2 separate regions of the Sus scrofa genome follow, and region 2 is linked to region 1. A link is a contact called in public HiChIP or PLAC-seq data. All regions are on one chromosome and are shown on one strand. The core of a region is the stretch at or near the end of the contact, and the rest is flanking DNA. Distances in the headings are between cores, read along the strand shown.

Region 1 (7,109 bases), core at 2,727-5,226:
GCAGTGGGGTTTCTACACTGCGACTATTGTTTTCAATCCAGATTCATTGAGATTTCTCCCAAGAAAAGCAGAACATGTAACAGCTACAAATTCATTTATTTAATGAGTTAGGAAATGTTCATTTATCAGGGTCTCGAACACAGTGAAGGAAGGCTGTGACTGGGCAGGATGAACCATGAAAGGGCCTGAAACCTTCCCCCTCTCTGATCAGGCTTGTAGGCTGCAGCTCCAGATGACCAGTGACCCTCTCTGCCTGCAACTCTATGGGCAGAGTGAGGCACTCCTGGGCGGGCCTCAGCTGCTTCCAAGGCTGGAGGATTCCCACCTCGAGGGGGAGGGCTGGAGCATCAGGGGGAAGCCTGACATTGTGAGAAGTTCCCAACTGGTCAGTGCCTTGGTCTCCTGTGACTTCTGTGTCATGGCCACCTGAAAGAATTCCAAAAAGGAAAGGAGTACCTAATTCTGGAATTCCTAAAACAGAAAATCCTCCACCCTTGTCCCTGTTACAGTTCCCTGTTTTTTCCTTCACTGTATAAGGCATATCCTGCTTTATTTAGGTAGTTTATTATTAATTAATTTTCTTTTTTTCAAAAGAATTTTATTGTGTTAAAATACATCTAAAACTTGCCATTTTAGCCATTTTTAAGTGTACAGTTCAGTGGTAGTTGTTGTTTCTCTCTCCCTCTCTCCCACTGAAAACTCCTGGGGGTAAGTATAACCGTGTGTCCTAATCACCACGGCATTTCTTTTCTTGTTTTATCCTTGCACCCGTGGCATGTGAAAGTTCCTAAGCCAGGTATCAAATCCGAACTGCAGCTGCAACCTGGAAAATAGGAAGAGCTTGATAAATGTATTGAAGAAGTGAAGGAGTGAGTCACTCAGCATGGAGCCCCACTGAGGGAGGGCTTGGAACTCAAACATGAATGTGAAACCAAGCAGGATCCTCTGGCGTTCCTGATACTAATCCTTTCTGTGTCTTCCCTGGCCCATTTCTCTGTAGAAAAAAAGCTTCATTCAGGAATTCCTATCGTGGCTCAGTGGTTAACGAGTCCAATTAGGAACCATAAGGTTTTGGGTTTGATCCCCGGCCTTGCTCGATGGGTTAAGGATCCGGCATCACCATGAGCTGTGGTGTAGGTTGCAGACGTGGCTCAGATCCTGCATTGCTGTGGCTCTGGCATGTGCTGGTGGCTACAGCTCGGATTCGACCCCTACCCTGGGAACCTGCATATGCTGTGGGTACGGCCATAGAAAAGATTAAAAAAAAAAACCCAAAAGAAAAAAAAAAAACCTTCATTCAGCCTCTGTGAGACCTTACCTGAGTTCCAAAGGACAGGTTAAAAGTTGCTAGTTAGGGAAGGGAGGGAATGCAGAAACCAGGGAGGAGCAGTCAAGAAGTGGGGGTGCAGCCATGGGGAAGGGTCCTGGTTCCTCCACCAGGAGCATGCATAACAACATCTTTGAGTTCTTCTGCAGGTGGAGGAAGGTAACTTCAGACTGAGCACAATATTGCTGGAGCACAGCCTTGTTACCTCAGGACCAACCAATCAGAGGAAAGTCACACACCCTGCACCCTTACCGCAAATTTTGCCTGCCTTTTCTGGGTCTAGCAGTGACCATCCTTTTAGGCCTTCTGTTTGGACCTTGTTGTTTCAACTGCTTACAAGGTTTATCTCTGGAGTTCCCTTTGTAGTTCAGCAATTGACAAACCTGACTAGGATCCATGAGGATGCAGGTTCGATCCCGGGCCTTCCTCAGTGGGTTAAGGATCCAGCGTTACCATAGGCTGTGATGAAGGTCGCAGATGTGGCTGGAATCCCGAGTCGCTGTGGCTATGGTTGTAGGCCAGCAGCTGCAGCTCCGATTGGATCCCTAGCCTGGGAACTTCCATATGCTGTGGGTGTGGCCCTAAAAACAAACAAACGAACCCCGCATGGTTTATCTCTGACAGGGCCAGCAGTTTCAGACTAAATTGTTAATACAAGAGTGGAAGGCAATTTCAGGCACGGAATCTTGATTTAGATCAGGTGAAGAGAGACTTCTATTCTACGAGGTAGGACTATGTCCACACCCAGCGGGCAGTAGCTACAGAAGAAAGAGACTTCTAACCCAGTTTCCAAGAAGTATCTTGAGTAGGAAGTCTCTCAAGAGAGAGTTGTTAGGGAACCATTGACCAAAACTACCCACCTTGGCCAAGCACAATAATAATGGTTTGCATGCGCTATCTCACAACAGGAGTTCTTGATAAGGAACAAACTAACCGGGAGAATCTGGGAGGGGCCAAAAGGAGGAAGGAGGTGCTGGTCCACAATATGTCCTACCAACTTCCCAGAAACCTTCATGCTGAAATCCATCTTCGCTGAGAGATGTGAGTACTGCCAGGAAGGACCCTAATACAGACCAAATACAGGTACAAGTAAGATGATTAACCAGAAACAACCTGGAAAGCTAACCCCATTATCATAAACCCTGAGACTGCTAGACACGTGGGAGTTCTCCTGTGTTCCCTTACCCTGCTGCCCTCTGCCCAGGTGCCCCTTTTCAATACTTTTGTTTTGTTAGTAGGTATGTCTCCTCAGACAATTGATTTCTGAGTGTTTTGACAAGAGCCCATTCTCAGGCCCTTGAAAGGGTCCCCCTTCTGGTAACAAATGGGCACAGAATGGACATGAGGCAGAAAGGAGAGGACAATTTCTGTTATGGTTGTCCCTAGGCATCTATCTGAGAATAAACTTCTCTTGCACTTGGTGATGGTAGCTAATGCATGGAAAAGACCCAGGCTCGGGAGACAGAAAAACCAGACTTTGGACCCCAGCTTTGCCCCATTAACTACCTCCATAACCTTGGGCAAAATCCATTTCTTTGCTTCCTCATCTATAAAGTAAGGTTTGAAATAGCACCTACTTCCCAGGGTTGTTCTGATGTAGAATGGATGACAGCAGTTGGCATATTGTCAGTTTTCAGTTAATATGAATTAGTCCTTTCCTTCTCCCCTTCCTGGCAAACTCCAGGGACAGAAGGGGGACTCAAGCTTCTCTTGAGTCAGACTACTACAAGGCACCCAGCTTGTGTCCCATCTCCTATCCCTGGAAGCGTTCCCTAACCCAGTTTATCAGTCACTTTTTCCCAGGAACTCTGCCCACTGTCTGCTGTACCATCTCTTATCAAAGCTCTGGTCTGGAGTTCCCGTGGTGTCTCTGTGGGTTAAGAACCTGATGTGTCAGGTTCAATTCCTGGCCTCGCTCAGTGGGTTAAGTCTCCTGCATTGCTACAAGCTGAGGCAGAGGTCACAGATGTGGCTCAGATCCAGTGTTGCTGAGGCTGTAGCAGAGGCCAGCAGCTGAAGCTCAGGTTCCACCCCTAGCCCAAGAACTTCCATATGCCACAGGTGCAAGCTAAAAAAAAAAGCTCCTGAAATGATGCCACTGAAATGATTTCACCATGCACCTCTACTAGCCATGCACTGAGAGGCTGTTTGGGTAAAATCAACCCAAAGGCCCTGGTCTCAGAGCACTTTGAGGTCCAGAAGTTTGGAACCAGGCCTTGCCAATTAATGCTGTGATTTAGGACAAGTTACTTAGCTTCTCCATGCCACAGTTTCTCCTCCAGAATATGGATATAAAAGTCACACCTAGGAGTTCCTGCTGTTGGACAGTGGGTTAAGAATCCAAGTGCAGCGGCTCAGGTAACTGTGGAGGCAGGAGTTGGATACCCAGCCCTGCCCTGTGGCTTAAAGAATCTGGCATTGAGAATCTGGCATTGTCGCAGCTTTGGCAAAGATTCAATCCCTGGCCTTGGGTGTAACCATTTAAAAAAAAAAAAAAAAGTCACATCTACTTTACAGGGGTGATTCTAAAATTCTAACTGCAATTCACCTGGGAACAATTCCTAGCGTTTCTGATTCAGCAGGTTTGTGTTAGGGCACGATAATTTGCGTCTCTGATTAGTTTCAGGTGATAATGAGGCTGCCGGTGGGGGACACTTTGAGAACCATTGTTCTAGGAGGTTCCAAGTTGTTCCAAGGGTCTGGTGTGAAACTCGGGGCGCAATTCCCGGCATAAGGTAAGTGAATGATGCTATTATTGTGCCTACGTAGCAGATTCCCCCTCGGGTTATCCTGCTCCAAATAAGGAACCCCACCCGCCCCACCGGAGCTCAAGATCCCGGCCTTGAAGGCAGCGCAGAACACAAATAAGACCGGCACCCAGAGGGCGGGGCGACCCGAGTGAGAACGCGAGAGAGGGGTGGGGCCAAGCGTGAGATTTTCTGCGCCTGCGTGAGGAAAGAGAGGGGGCGTAGCTCAAGCGCTCGGCCGGAAGCGGCAGGCCGCGGGGGCGGGTCCGCTGGCGTCCCCTTTCCGGCTGGTCCCCATGGAGGCGCTGGGGAAGCTGAAGCAGTTCGATGCCTACCCCAAGACTCTAGAGGACTTCCGGGTCAAGACCTGCGGGGGCGCCACGGGTAGGCCGTGGCGGGGTCAGGGTCGCTGGGAGAGAGGTCTCCTAGAGTTTGGCCGTGGCTCCTGGAACCTGCCCGGCCTGCTGGGGGCTGAGGGAGTGGAACAGAGGCCGTTCTGACTCTCGCTCTTTGCCCTGCAGTGACCATTGTCAGTGGCCTTCTCATGCTGCTACTCTTCCTGTCTGAGCTGCAGTATTACCTCACCACTGAGGTAAGGGGCGGTGCCTAGCACGTGGGCGGGGCTTGGCATTCTAGGAATATGAGATTTAGTGATGGGAAGAGGAAAGGAAAGGCTTGGGGCCAACTCTTACTGAGGTTGTGCTGCCCCAGGTGCATCCTGAACTCTACGTGGACAAGTCCCGGGGAGATAAACTGAAGATCAACATCGATGTGCTTTTCCCGCACATGCCTTGTGCCTGTGAGTACCTCGCCATAGGTGGGAATTGCAGGTTCCAGGGTTCTCAGGTGGGCCTCCAGGTTCAAGCCTCCAGTCTTAGGTTCCAGACTGGACCCCAGGACAACCTCCTTCCCCTCATCCACTGCTGCCCCAAGACAAGCCCAGCATCCCCTCACCCTCCAAAACCCAGATTCCCTGTCTTTAGGATCCCAGTCCCTTACCCTGACTTCCTGCTTCCAGATCTGAGCATCGATGCCATGGATGTAGCTGGGGAACAGCAGCTGGATGTAGAACACAACCTGTTCAAGCAGCGGCTAGATAAGGATGGCATCCCCGTGAGCTCAGAGGCGGAGCGTCATGGTAAATGGGGGCAAGAGGCCAGATATCAAATTCCAGAGCTGGGCTCTTCCAAGCCCTACTTTCTGGCAAGTGGGTGTGGCCAGCCCAGTGACAAAAGAAGCAACTAGAACCCACAGAAGTCAAGTGGCTTTGCCTAGGGTCCCCCCTCCCCCACCGGCCCCGTTAAGAATCAGAGTGGACTGAAATCCAGGTTTCCAGCCTGTATGTATTAAGAAGAGTACTCTACATGGCTGTCATTCTTAGCGGACCCCCAATCCCTGCTTATTGTGGTTTGAGTAACAGAAGTTTGAGGATCGGTTCTATGTGCTGTTGCCTTGGCAGAACTCCTCTAGGTGAACCCAAGCTTCTCTGGGTGTTTGCTTCCACACTTCATAGACAGAATTCAGCCCATAATGATATTCCCTTTGGAATGCAGGATGGCTTAAGGTTCTTGCATGAAATTGCCTGAGTTCAGATGTAGCTTTGTCTCTTGCTGTTTGTGACCTCAGCTCTTAAGTTAGTGATAAACAGTAGTACCCACCACTTGGAATTGTAGGAGCAAATAAAGTTAATATGTGTACAAGGCCTACTAGTAAAGGGTGGCTGTTCACTTTTAGCTTCTATTCCTCTCTCCAGGTGACCTCCCACTGCCTCCATTAACTAAGTTTCCCTCCATAACAAAACCTTCTTGAAAGCTATGATTTGTCACACCTTTGGGATTGTTCTATTCATGAGCTTTATTATGTGTTTGTTCAACAAATATATGTTCAACACCGGTAAAACCCATAGAATTTGCGGTAAGATTGATGGGTCAAGGTTGATTCTAGGGCTTTGGTCTGAGCAAATGAATGATTTGATGATCAGAGAGGAGGAAGAGGATTTCTGTGTGCATTTGAGAGAAGCGGGGGGATATTGTGTATCCACTACTATATAACAAATTACCCCCAAAACTAGTGGCTTAATACAACAAACATTATTTTCTTCAGTTTGTGTGGGTCAGGAATTCAGCAATGGCTTGGTTGGGTTGTTCTGACCATTTCAGTTGGCAACACAGAGGTCATTGGAGACTGAAAGGAATTGTTTTGGTACCGCTGGGGATGAAAACCTAATTAAAGAGAAGAAAAGGATGTGGAGTCATCATATGTGGATGATCCTTCCAGGAGTTTTGCTATAAAAGAGAGCAAAGAAGTAGGGTGGGGGCTGGAAGAGAGCGCGTGTGCAGTGTGCGTTGGTGGGTTTGGTGGTGAGATTGAGGTTCAATTGCTTCTCTTTTTTTTTAATGGAGATTGAAAGGAAGGTCATTAGCTCAGAGTGAAGAAAGAGAAAGGGATTTTTGGAAGCCTAAGGAGAGAGAAAAAGATATAAATTCGTCATCCTGAAGAATGGGAGCGTGAACTGAAGTAAAATTGGCAGCAGTCTTAAGGGAGGCATAGGCAAGAAGTAGACGAGAACTCAACTAGGATTTGAGTTTTGCTCGGCTTTTACAATGAAGAAAGAGAGAGGAAAAAAAAACAAAAAAGGAGTTCCTGTCGTGGTGCAGTGGTTAAGGAGTCCGACTAGGAACCATGAGGTGGCGGGTTCGGTCCCTGCCCTTGCTCAGTGGGTTAACCATCCAGCGTTGCCGTGAGCTGTGGTGTAGGGCCAGTGGCTACAGCTCCGATTCGACCCCTAGCCTGGGAACCTCCATATGCCTCGGGAGCGGCCCAAAGAAATAGCAAAAAGACAAAAAAAAAAAAAAAAAGAGAGGAGCAAGTGAGCCATGGTTTATGGGCAAGAGAATAATTACAGCAGTGGATCATAGAATTTATTTTCCAGCCTTGTGGAGGTATTATTGAAATATAACATCAGGTAAATTTAAGATATACAACATGATTATATTGTAAGATGATTACACAGTAGGTAAGACATCCATTACCTC
Region 2 (7,109 bases), core at 2,053-4,552, 360 kb after region 1:
AGGAAATAATCCCATTTCACTCATTGTCACTTTTGTCCTTAGGGAGGCAGAGATGACTCCAAGTTCTGATAAAGTGTGCTTCCCTAATTTAAAGCCATGTTGCGGGACTCTATCCCCACTTCCTGGGTCAAGTTGAATTAACCGCAAGTTGGAGCACTGGAAACTGTTATTTGCAAATATTACTGTTACCATTTAGAAATATGTACACTACCTAAGTTTTCTTTTGAGAAAAACCATCCACCTATTTAAAAAAAAAAAAAAAATTGCCTTGACACAAGCAGTTCTGGTTTGACTAATCATTTTGTTTCTTTAAGTAATGAGTGTATGCAAGGTGGACCCTTGATCAGCCAACATTGCACTGTGGATACATATCTGTTTACGCTATTAGAACAGAAGGCGCTGTATATAGAAATGTTGCTTTGAAGCAATATTTGCAAAACATGCAAACTTCTGTATCTGTATTTGGAAAAAAATAAAGCAGGTTTTTGTTGCTATGTTTCAGTCATTTGTTTTTGAATTATAGTTCTCTACCCTATTTTTAATGTGCATTAATTTTCTATAAACATTATCTTTTAAAGGAATTCTTTTACATTCTAAATAGATTTATCTTCTGCAGGGAGGCAGATGCAAGCTCAAATCCAAAATCCCAAGGAAGTATGCAAAATACTTTGGAATTCATTTAAGTGTCTTTAGTAATTTATTTTTTATTCTTTTCTTTTTTTGCTTTTTGGGGCCGCACTCTTGGCATAGGGAGGTTCCCAGGCTAGGGGTCCAGTGGGAGCTACAGCTGCTGGCCTTCCTCACAACCACAGCCACCTCAGGTCCGAGCCATGTCTGCAGCCTACAGCTCACGGCAACGCCAGATCCTTAACCCACTGATCGAGGCCAGGGATCAAACCCGCAACCTCACAGTTCCTAGTTAGATTCGTTTCTGCTGAGCCATGACGGGAACTCCAGTGTCTTTAATATTAAAAAGTAAAATGACCCTTACCAGCCTCTAGCCCAATCTGGCAGATGTACTGTGGTGAGCTACAGGCTTAGCTTTTTGTTGAAAGTGGTGCAGGGAAGACAAGTCTGGCCTTTCTTACATTAAAAGATGGCACCCACTGCAACTAGGACCCTTCTGAGACCAATCCAGTCTGTGAACCCTAATGAAACTCTTTCCTGGGTGGGCAGAAGACTCAAGGAACAGAGTAGGCTTTAGGGTTATATTGCAGAGCTTCCCTATTACTTACTAAATTCCTTCTTCCCTTCCTGAACAATTAGGGAAGCAGTTGGAGAGACATTAAAATGAGTAGCTCCAGCAGCGTAATCCATTAGTTCACACTATATCTGCCCCTTAAATCATTTGTGAGGCCTAAAATTTGTTAAGGTGAGTTTGGAGGCCTAAACCAGACTCACAAACAGTAATAACTAGCCTATCTCTGTAAGGACCTGCGCTAAAACAATTACTAAAATAGCCTGATGGATTTCCCATTGTGGCTCAGCGGAAACGAATCTGACTAGTATCCATGAAGATGCAGGTTTGATCCCTGGCCTCTCTCAGTGGGTCGAGAATCTGGAGAGCTCAGGTGTAGGTCACAGACATGGCTCAGATCATGATAGGGATAGAGTAGGCCTGGGTGGTTGTAGAAGTCCCAGTAGGGAAAGAAGGAAACCTGGGGGACGTTGGGAGAAAGCCATCAGAACAAGGCTTGCTGGTTAGACGGGTGGAGGTGCGAGAATTGCCTCAGGTCCTCAGGTGGGGGATGCGCAGAGGCCTGCATTCAGATTCAGATCAAGAGCAAGAGTTTGAGGACCGCCCTTCAGCTGATTTGAATACACACCTTATCAGATACTAAGGAGGAGCTACTTCTCCCAGGAAGGAAGAGGCGGGCCTTTCCAATCCCACTTTCCATGGATGATAAAACTGGCCCACAGTATCCTCCAGGGTGAAGCTTGCTCACCTGCCCGCTTGCTTCTCTCACAAGCGTCCTATCCTAATAAATCTGTTTCTTGCCTATTAAAAAAAAAAAAAATAGCCTGATGAATTGGGCCTTTGGGGAAGCCAGTGCCCAAAGGGCAGGCAGGTGGGACAAGTAGTTTGGCAGTATTGATACAGCAATGGCCACTTAAACGAGTATTTAGTAGAGCTAACAATTTGTCTGCACCATCCCACAGTCATAAGGTAAGACTATAACCATCATCTACCCTCTTAGGTAGGAAAACAAGCTCAAATTCCAGCTAGTGAGAGGGTAGAGCGAATACGGAACCCAGGCTGCTGGACCCACATTACCAAACAAAGGAAACCCAAGTGGGGTCCTAGGGAACGCGCAGGAGAAAATTTCCCAGATGTGGAGGCCCAAGCCTAGCCAACCCAATGATTCCACAAAACCTACGAAGGTCAAGTGAATAAGAAAGGCTTTATTCTCATGAGCTCCCAACTTGATTTCGCCACCAGTCAGAAAGGTTGGAAATAGGCTCGGGGAAATAAACATTGCAAAGGACGACCGAAAAGGACACTCGAGACTGCAGGAACAGCCAAAACTCGTTTTTCATTAACGCAGAATGGAGAGCCGGGCCGCCGGCAGCCCGGCTGCTCAGCCTGTAATGCGTACGTCTGTGCGGCGGCGAAGCCGCCGGGCCCGCGCCGCCTCGGGCAGGATGGCGAGCAGCTGCTCTTGCACCAGCATCTCCACGATCTGCTCCTTCGTGCGGATGTCGGGCCGCAGCCACTGGCGGGAAAGCTCCCGCAGCTGCCGGAACGCTTCCCGCGGGCCTGCCGCGTCTTGGTAGCGGAACTGCCGGAATCGCTGGCGGAACGTCTCTGGGCCGGGCCGGGAACCGCCAGGGCCTGGGGGTGAGCGCGGAGCTGCTTCGGCAAACGACGCGGAGCCCAGGGCTGCGGGCCCGAGGGGCAGCTCCAGGGAGGCGGAGGCGGCCGAGTGAGGCGTAGGATTCTCTTCGGCGACCTCGGCCTTGGGGCTGGAGGGCTTGGGGGCAGGCGGTGGGGCCTCAGGAGTCGAGAAGGAGTCCGCAGAGTCACGCTCCGGGCCTGAGCTCGGGCCGGCCCCTTCTTCTTTCCCCAACGGCAGCGCGAGACTCCCGGTAGCCGCCAAGCTCAGCTCGGTGGCCGCCATAACTCCGCTACGGACGTCACTCTTTGTCCCGCAGCTGAGGGCGCGGCACTACGTCTGCGCGGGGGCTGGGTAAGGAGGGAGACGTTTCCGCTAGAGGGCGGAGTCCGCGAGACCCTGAGGGAGGCGGGCGGGGGGCGCCGTGAGCTTACCAGCGCCGGCGAAGCGGCTGGGGCGGCCGGAAGTGGTCGTCCCCGCTGGCTTCTCTATGATGACCTCGGTGCGCGAGCGCCCGGAAGCCGAGTCTGGGCTCGAGGACGCGGCGCCCCCTCGCGTTCGCGAGTCCCGCCAGGAGGCGGCGGCCACAGCAGGGCACCCGGCTAATCTAAGCGTGCAATGGTCAGTTCGGGATGGTGGCGCCTCCGAGCACCAGTTCGAGGAGAAGGAGGAGGCGGGGAAGGAACCCGAGGAGGTGTCGGAGGATGACTCTGAGGAGGAGAACTCTGAGGAGGAGTTGGAGGAGGAGTCGGGGGAGGAGCCGGTGCCGGAACGCCTACTCAGGCCCAAGGAGGAGGGGCCCAAAAGGGTCATCATGCGACTTGGTGGCTTCGGCCGGCAGGTGACCTGCGCCGCCCCTGCCTCTGCATGCGCACCTTTTTACCCGACCCTAATTGGGATGAAGGCGAGCCAGAGCTCGCGGGGTCTGGGGCCCAGCAGGTGGCAGAGAAGGGACGGCGGGATGACTGTCAGGCATTAGGGGGAGGGCCCAACTCGGGAAAGTTCTTTCGCTCAGTCGAAAGAGGGCAGTACACCTGCCTGGTAGAGGGAGTGACACAGATAACGTGTGTAAGATCCTCAGCACACAGAGTAAAACTTGCCCTTCTCATGGCACAAAGTAAATGCTGAAGAACTTTTTTTTTTTTTTTTTTTTTTTGCGTGTCCTCTGGAATCAAGGGACAGGTGGCGCTGTAGGTTTTGCTTTTAATTTTAGGATTACTAAATAGACTAAATGTGTACTGCCATATAGTGGTCACTAGGTATGTATGCTTACCTCGTTAGTTCTTGAAATGTGGCTAGTCAGAAAGGGAATGTCCTGTAACGTGACATATATACAGGACTTGGTATGAAAAAGATAAAGTGTCGCCGTAATTTTTTCTGTTGTTACATGTTGGATTGATAATATTTTGCATATATTGAGTCAAATAAAATATATAATTCAGGATTTCCTGTCGTGGCTCAGTGGTTAATGAATCCACCTAGCATCCATGAGGACACAGGTTCGATCCCTGGCCTTGCTCAATGGATTAAGGATCCTGCATTGCTGTGAGCTGTGGTGTAGGTTGCAGATGCCGCTGGGATCCTGTGTGGCTGTGGCTGTGGCTTAGGCCAGTAGCTACAGTTCCGATTCGACCCCTAGTCTGGAAACCTCCATATGCCATGGGTACTAAATATATATATATATGTATATAAATGTCAAATTTCATGTGTGTCATTTTACTTTTTAAATGTGACCTACTAGAAAACTATTTTTTATGGGGGGGGGCGCACCTACAGCATATGGAAGTTCCTAGGCTAGGGGTGGAATCTGAGCTGCAGTGCCAGCCTAAGCCACAGCCACAGCAATGCCAGATCCCAAGCTGCCTATGTGGCCTACACCAGATCCTTAACCCACTGAATGAGACCAGGGATGGAACCTGCATCATCACAGATACTAGTTGGGTTCTTAACCCACTGAGGCACAACGGGAAATCCAAAAACTTTAAATTATATATATGGCTTCCATTACATATATGTTGAAAAGTAAAACTGTGCTACCCTGTTGGAATTAGGCTGCCTTGGTGGAATCCCAATCTATTTGCCATAGGCCAGAGTTGTTGAGAGGATTAAATAGTAAAGACTTTGGAAAGAAAGGGCTGTTTAAATATTTGTCTTCATTAAACTGCTGTTTCTGAGTTTTCTTGTCTGTACATTTTGGATGTAATAGAACTTATGTCATTAGTAGTTATGAAAAGTCAGTGAGATGATGCATGCTTTGTATCCCCATTTCACAGACAGGGAAACTAAGGAACGAGACGGGTCCCTTATGAAAGCTTTTTATGACACTTGCAGTCCCTTTGATTTCTGTGCAGAATGAATGGGCCGTTTAAACAACCATCAACATACTAGTGGCTCTGGTATAAAACTTGCCTCTCCCATAGGATGTACTCTTGCAAATGTGTTAAAATGGATCCTCACAGAACATTTTCCATAGCCTGAAAACCTTGCAAGTCATCACACTGGGCCTTTATTGTTTTTAGTTACTAACATGTAAAAACTGGGAGGTTTTGTGTGCAAATCTGGACTTCCAGCTTTTCTTGAAAAAGTGGACAAGCTGGCTACACTGGACCCACCCACATTCCTGCCTGTTAACAATTAGTAGGAGCTGTCTCCTTCCTTTAGACAAGATACTTTGTTCCAGTTAGCCTCAATCCCTACCACTCCCTATTGTTTCATGTTACCTTAACATTCAGAACAGTTCATTTCCTATTGCGCTCAGGTTGTTGTTTCCTTAGAGCCAATGTTCTGCTCTTTTTTATTTTTAGAGGTGGGAAAACAGGGGCCTGTAGTTTGTCATGCCTACCAACCTGGCAGTTGGCAGTTGGATTTGCTGCCCTACTTCCTGTGTGGTAACAGGCAGTCGGTATCCAGGGCTAAGGGAACACACCAAACCCTGCTGCAAGGATGAGGGGTCCTGGAAGTCTTCACTGAGGAGAGGACCTTAAGCCTTGGCTCAAGAAGAAGAAGGTTTGAGTTAGGGACATTCCAGGTAGAAGGCACTGCGGGCACCAAGGCATAGACTGAATGGGGGCAAAGCTTTGTGGAAATTGCAGGCTGGACACGGGAGTGGCTGGGGTCTGGGGAAGGAATGAGAGTTGACTGAAGTTGGAAGGTCAATTAGAGGGTAAATCATAAAGAGCCTAGAATTGCATGTTGAAAAATTGAATCCTTTTTGTCTTGCAGAAGGGAATGAACTCTTGTGTTACTGGGAATCATGATTGTTAGAGCTCTAGCCCATTTCTTTTTTTCCCTGTTTTCATTTATTTATGTATTTGTTATTAATGATTTTTATTTTTTCCATTATAGCTGATTTTAGCCCATTTTTTCTATCCCTATTGGAATCACAGAATATCTATTAGAGGTGGAAGGAGAGATCTTACAGATGTATTTGAAGATTTTAGAGATCTTCTAGTAGATCTTAGAGAGCTACTAGAAGGCGTGGAATGTTAGAATGGAAGGGACCTTAGAGATTAAATCCAAAAATCACATTCAGTTATTCTAAACTCTCTGGGTCAATAAACTCCCCAAATATATTTTTTTAAAGTTATAATACCTCTTACTAGAAGAAGGATGCACTAACATACTTCTGCATATAATTTCAGAGCCTTGAACCCACCCAGTGGGCTGAGGTTAAGTTTAAAATGTGTATATTTATATGTATTTCATTCTCCTGATTTTGCAGGTTAAGAAGTCAAGATACCAAGAGGCAAAGGATTGGTCCAAAATCAAAAGCCTAGTAAGTGTTTCCAGAAGGACAGAATTCTTTTGACTCCTAGTCCAATGCACTTAACACGTTAGGCATTTTTATTCCCACTAGGTTGGGTGCTCACCTGGGAATGGATCATAAATCGTATCACTTAGCTTCCAACACAAGGCCTGATTCCCACCTGACACTCAGTACATATTGGTTAAAGAGGACTGGTGGTGGATTGCATACCATCTTTGTGAAACAGGAGCTCTAAGATGATTTCCAGACTCTTTCAGTGTCTTTTGATGGCACACTGTTGGGAGTTGTGGAACAGAAGCCTGGATCCTTTTATTAGAAAAGCTTTTTATTTGTAAATAATTATAGATTCATAGAAAATTGCAAAAAGAATGCAGAGAGGGGAGTTCCCGTCGTGGCGCAGTGGTTAACGAATCCAACTAGGAACCATGAGGTTGCGGGTTCGGTCCCTGCCCTTGCTCAGTGGGTTAACGATCCGGCGTTGCTGTGAGCTGTGGTGTAGGTTGCAGACT

Evidence for each region. HiChIP or PLAC-seq counts read pairs in DNA pulled down with a chosen protein or histone mark.
Region 2: an H3K27ac HiChIP or PLAC-seq map of alveolar macrophages shows a contact between it and region 1. The contact joins the promoter of CNBD2 here to the promoter of ERGIC3 in region 1. A contact is called at or near these places in 1 of 5 promoter capture datasets (liver) and 1 of 2 datasets of contacts at active chromatin or transcription factors (alveolar macrophages).

Annotation. Positions count from the first base shown.
Region 1 is chr17:38,880,854-38,887,962 of Sscrofa11.1, forward strand. It overlaps ERGIC3 (endoplasmic reticulum-Golgi intermediate compartment protein 3), which reads left to right and starts at 3,977. Exons shown (of 14, transcript XM_021078263.1): 1 at 3,977-4,062; 2 at 4,596-4,666; 3 at 4,786-4,873; 4 at 5,093-5,212. The coding sequence starts at 4,619.
Region 2 is chr17:39,242,073-39,249,181 of Sscrofa11.1, forward strand. It overlaps CNBD2 (cyclic nucleotide-binding domain-containing protein 2), which reads left to right and starts at 3,303. Exons shown (of 13, transcript XM_021077743.1): 1 at 3,303-3,675; 2 at 6,556-6,609. The coding sequence starts at 3,325. It overlaps SCAND1 (SCAN domain-containing protein 1), which reads right to left and starts at 3,556. Exons shown (of 1, transcript XM_003134419.4): 1 at 2,384-3,556. The coding sequence starts at 3,119. The coding sequence ends at 2,580. PHF20 (PHD finger protein 20) reads left to right here. Exons shown (of 18, transcript XM_021078131.1): 18 at 1-501.